Linked DNA regions of Danio rerio: region 2 is linked to region 1. A link is a contact called in public HiCAR-type data. All regions are on one chromosome and are shown on one strand. Each heading gives the region's core, a stretch centred on a gene start, on an enhancer-like site or on the middle of the called end of the contact. The rest is flanking DNA. Distances are from core to core; before and after follow the strand shown.

Region 1 (2,839 bases), core at 121-2,620:
GACTTGTACTTGCAAAGTTTCCTATAGTCAGTTAAAAGTCTGTTAAAGGAGAAGTATCAACATTAAGATATTTAGTTTACTAATACTCAAATAGACCATTAAAATAAAGTGTTATATTAAGTCTATTCATATGCAGTCATTTTTTCAGGTTTTACATCAATTTAAGCAGATGTTTTCTTAGCTTTCTCAGACTGAGTGGATTTCAATACTGTCTACATTTTTTCAGCTGACTACAAACCTTTGCCTTTGTAAACCAGCAGTCCACTTGGTCCCCTGAAATCAATTGTGTCACCAATGCGAAGGCTCTCCAAGTATTGGGACATCTTGCCTCCGTCTGGAAACTTTGGATGGATATTTTTGTAGTATATCTGAAATAAATAAGGCAACAAAACATTTAAACCTCCAAAAAAACTTTTTATTTTACAATGATATTAATTAATTATATACACACAAGAATGTTATACCTTGACAACTAGATCCACGAAGCCCTTATCATCATCACTAGACACCGGCGTGTAAGGCCTCACCACAAGGTTGCCATCAATTTTGGCAGACAAGTAGATGTGTTGACCTTTAAATGTAAATATAAACATATTAAAGGTATGTGTACAATAATAATATACATATTTGCAGGGTGTATTTGCATATATATACACATTACACTCACCAATAGGAAGTCCAAGAACATGATCGGGTGATTTTAAAGCAAATCGAAATCTTCTTGTGTCATGGCTTATAATCTTAAGAGAGAAAGAGGGATGTAAAGCATCTGATACTTAAGAAATGTTATATTATGCACATATTGTTTTGAAGCAACCACACCTCTTTGTCAACAAGACGCAATGGGTATTTTACATCGGGATCTTCAAGGGTGATGGCTGGTCTCGACTTAAAACCAAAGAGTCTTCGGAGAAAATCAAGCACGAATTGACAGCTACCAGTGATGAGCTACAACAACACACAGAAAAGAGGACATTAAAACATTCACTAGTCATGCAGTAATAAGCCGAAAACACCCATGGATCAATTATTGAGGGTGTGTTCTGCACAGGCTGAAGCAAACTGACGATTGTTTGCAAAACAGACTGTCAACAAACTACCAATGCAGTTAGCATCATTTAATGCGATGAAATATAATTTTAAACTAGCAAATATGACATTGCAGTCGAAAATACAGTTGCGTTTTGCATAAAACACGACGACTGTTCTGCAAGTTTTTTTGTTTAATTTATTGTAATTTACTCACGTTAAAGATGAAAGACATTTTCTCCTGTGGTGTTTACGGTACTCTGTCAAGTATCACTGAATGATAATAACACTTACAGGCTAATAATAGCTTTACTAGAAAGTTAGCAGCCTTGTCAAAGTGACAAGCTCTTCCTGGAGAGGGCGAAATACTAGTGACGTCATTACGTTGAGCTTTGAAACCTTTGCGAGTCGAATCTTCAGTAACGAGGACTCGATACGACATAACTGTTTTGAATCATTTTGACGTTTCACTATTTCGGCGCTAGGAGGCGATCTCTGTTACATAAACCAGCCTGTATGTGGTTTGGATATTTTTTTTATAATTTTCTTTTAAATAATAATAATAATTATATATATATATATATATATATATATATATATATATATATATATATATATATATATATATATATATATATATATATATATATTTAGAGTAGCAGTTCTCGGTCTTACTGGGCTGATCACCCAACTCCAACATAAAGCAAACTAATTTATAAAGCAGGGAATGTAAACCATGCACAGAATTTGTTCAAGTGTGTTTGTAAGTATTTCAAGGTAAAATTAATACTATTACAAATAATTTCCACTTAGTACCGTGAGAAATGAATCTTTCAAAACTTTGAATCAATTGAATCGATTACAGCTTAAAATGATTCACTATTTGGAATGGTTCTATCTAGAGTCTAGACTGTTGACGTCTGCTGGTCACATCTATAAATGCACGTTCTTAGCCCAAACGTGCATAAAACTGCAAATATTTTATGAAAAGTGAATGTTACATTCAGTTAGTGAACCATAATTAAATGTTACTGTTGTGTTCTTTAAGTAATTTGCATGCAGTTTTATTTTTTATTATCTAGAGCTATGCTTGGCTTTGCAGGCCTACAAGCAAACTGCAACTCATATTTCTTGTTATAGTTCTGACTCTTTGGGCCCTTTTATCCTTTTGACTGCCAGACAGCCATATATTATGAGAGGAAAGCAGCCATATATGCTTACTAAACAAAAAACATTATACATTTAATGTTGATTGTAATTAATCACTTTATATACAGTGAAACTCATCAGAGATGAACCAATCAGAAGTTGTTCAAAATCAAAACTAGGAAAATGGGACAAAAGAGAAATAGATTACCTGATCCTGGGACACCCAAACACAACATTCAAATCCAGTTCATTCAGATCCAGATGAAACTTCTTAAATAGCTGGACTTGTACGAGGCTCAGATGAGATCCACAGTGTGTGCTACTGCAGGTCCAGGAACAGTTTAAGAGATCATAGAGCTCAATCCATACAAATAAATATCAGGTGAAGCTTGCACTGATTAAAAATTTCACACCGTGGAAATGTTCATCATGTTATGGAGAAAAAAAAAAGTTCTTTAAGTTGACCCTAATGAAAATTATCCCATCCACTTTCTTCTGTCATATAAACAGTCAGTGTACTTATAAATATTATCTTGGTTGTTCATGCAGTATAATAGTGTTGGGTAGCTTTTTTGAATCTTTAAAAAGTGCATAAATACATCATAAAACTAACACATACGCCACCAGGAGGTTTACACGTGTCTTACAAAGCTGATCAATG
Region 2 (2,839 bases), core at 171-2,670, 200 kb after region 1:
CAATACAAGGGCAAACCTTTGAACAAGGTCACCCTTAGAAATGTAATAAAAGGAAATTGTTAGGAAATTGGTGGTGTGGTTACAGATGTTCCATACACTTACTATAGTAGTTACAATGAATTATGCATAACTACATGTTATTAACCCTAAAGCTAATCCACATTCTAACCCCAACCATATAGTAAGTACATAACTTATTAATATTACTCAGAAGTTAAATGAATAGTTGCACTGTAACTACATCACCTTAAAATAAAGTGTCATTTTTTATATGACACATCTTTTATGCAAAATACATTATTTATACTGTAAGAAATGACAAAATGTATTTATGATTATTTAAATTATTACTTTAAGTTAATCAGGTTCCACGAAGTTTAAGTGAATATTTTAAGTGTGTTTGACTGATGTAGGTTGAGATGACTTAAAAAGTTAATTTGATTCAACTAAAAAATGTAGGCAGCAACATTCGTAGTGTAATGCAGAACTAAATAAAAGATTACCTGATATTATGTTCAAATCATTAATGCAGTTTTACTTTAACATTTTACAGTACATGCACTTAGCATGTGTGCATAGTGTACTAAGAAAGTACTAGCTTATATAAGGTAACTACACAGGTTAAGGTTGAGTTCAGGGGTATGATTTAGGGATAGTGCATAGCCAGTTCATGTAATGACTATAAACAGCGCATACTATGTGAAAGAGTATTGTAAAATAAAGGGCTAACATGACTATTTTGCCTCTTCTGCAAGGAGTGTGTGAGCATCTGAGCAGAAATGTATGCACACATTTATAAAATCAAATAGCATGAGTGATGTTTAAACATCATGACCTGTAGAAATGCAGGGAATATAACTAAAACTGACCACAGACTGATGCAGTGCATTAAAAGACAGCCAAAAGCACCAAAACTTCTTGGAAAGGAATACTTTTTTGTACATAACATGACTCAACAGTGCCATCCTGCTGCAGGAAATAAAAACCGCGCACTGACACGAGCCTGATCATGTCACTTCTCATGTGCCCATCCGGGTACTGCAGCTCCAACCTATCAGCTTTGAGAACAGCACACTACAGTCCTTAACCGTCTTCATGTGCTACCAATTCATAAAACGAAGCCTTGCTGTTTTTCCATATGCAAACATCAAGTAGTTCCTATGCACCCTATAATATTTCTAGTAATATATTTTTCATAAACACTAAAGTTTTAGCTTTGTAATTACATGCGTAATTACATGCATAATAACACAGAATAGATAAAGACTAATGTTTATACTAAATACGCAGTTAAATGCATTTATACTTGGTGTTTTAAGTTATCACACCAAAGAAACGTGACTGAGAATCAACAGCGTCACTCTGGGGCTTGACCAATCAGAGCGCGCTGCTCCGTGTGCGCAATCATCAAGGTGGAGTCAAGTTGACCGACTGGATTGCATGGCTGAAAGTGTATGGAACCTGCGCTTCTGGAAAAATATTTACAAGTGGACATAACATTGAAGGAAAACAAACAAGACACGCTGAATACTTCGTATGAGGCTTCTCTTCGTGCGGGATATTGGTTTATTTTGCGACAGCTGCCTGTAAAAGCTCATACGAGAGGTTTGAGCCAATATTAATATTTACATAATCGTGCTCATTCGGGCTCGCGCATCGTATAGACTTCAGCTGTAAGTCTACGCATTGACATTTTACGCATAACTCAAATCACAACTTTCTCTACATGCGAGATATAGTATATATACCGTGTTTTTCATTATTTTAAGTTATTCGGAAAAAACAAGTTATACAACAGGGAGGCGTACTTTGCGTTGCGCCTTGGTCCTAAAGCCGGTCGCGTATTCGTCTGTTGCGCGGGTATCCAGCGCGTGCCCCAATGCTTCATCTGAGGTCGTGTTCCAAATTATTAGACGTAATGATGGAAAGTGTTTTGTTGGAGCAAGGCTAACTATTTTCTCTCTCTCATTAAATCCAGAATAATTTGAACGTGCATATATAGTGATTTTGTAAGATTATTTGTCGTTTTTGTTTACGCATTTGAGAGCAGTTTCTTTTTTGGAGAGTGTTGTAGAATAACCCTTGCATACTAAAAGCTGGACTTTAGTGGAGTAATGGTGGTCAATACAGTCCACTGGTTCAGGAAGGGCTTGCGGCTCCACGACAATCCTTCACTCAGAGACTCTATTCTGGGAGCGCACAGTGTCCGCTGTGTGTACATCCTCGACCCCTGGTTCGCAGGATCCTCCAACGTCGGGATCAGCAGGTGGAGGTAAGGGATCGGATGACAAATATTTTGTATTTGCATTGAATGCATTGCAAGATCCGTTCTTGTCTAATTTATTATAATCAAAAATATTCACTTTTGATTTAGTCTATTGTACTCTTATCGTATAGTGCCATTCATTTTTGTTTCTATGGAGTGCTATTATTATTATTATAATTTTAAACCTCATAATGAATTTGAAATCTGTGTACTCTTTCACCCTCCGGATCTATTTTACCAAGGTTTTACTGCATTTGCCACTATTTATTGAAAATTGTAAAATATTGAGAAAAGCATTGAAATTTCAAATTGTGCATGAACCAGATAGATAGATAGATAGATAGATAGATAGATAGATAGATAGATAGATAGATAGATAGATAGATAGATAGATAGATAGATAGATAGATATGAAATTGGAATATATTGTTGTATAGAATATATTGTTTTATGAAATGCATATGTAAAACATATAATCTGAAAATTGCATGTACTTATGGTATGATAGTAATCTTAAAACTGTCCTAAAAAAGTAAACAAACTTAACTTTTTTTTTGCATAAACTATTTGCAT

Evidence for each region. HiCAR-type assays count read pairs that join an accessible place to other places.
Region 2: a contact with region 1 is called in a HiCAR-type map of caudal fin, with 6 times the contacts expected there. The contact joins the promoter of cry1a here to the promoter of cyb5r3 in region 1. A contact is called at or near these places in 3 of 18 Hi-C or Micro-C datasets (caudal fin, hematopoietic stem cells and an unstated tissue) and 3 of 4 datasets of contacts at active chromatin or transcription factors (caudal fin, embryo and gastrula embryo).

Annotation. Positions count from the first base shown.
Region 1 is chr4:12,382,122-12,384,960 of GRCz12tu, forward strand. cyb5r3 (cytochrome b5 reductase 3) reads right to left here and starts at 1,371. Exons shown (of 9, transcript NM_212685.1): 1 at 1,247-1,371; 2 at 823-948; 3 at 668-740; 4 at 465-571; 5 at 239-368. The coding sequence starts at 1,264. It also overlaps a transcript of btbd11a not described here.
Region 2 is chr4:12,584,816-12,587,654 of GRCz12tu, forward strand. cry1a (cryptochrome circadian regulator 1a) reads left to right here and starts at 1,421. Exons shown (of 14, transcript NM_001077297.2): 1 at 1,421-2,272. The coding sequence starts at 2,115. It also overlaps a transcript of btbd11a not described here.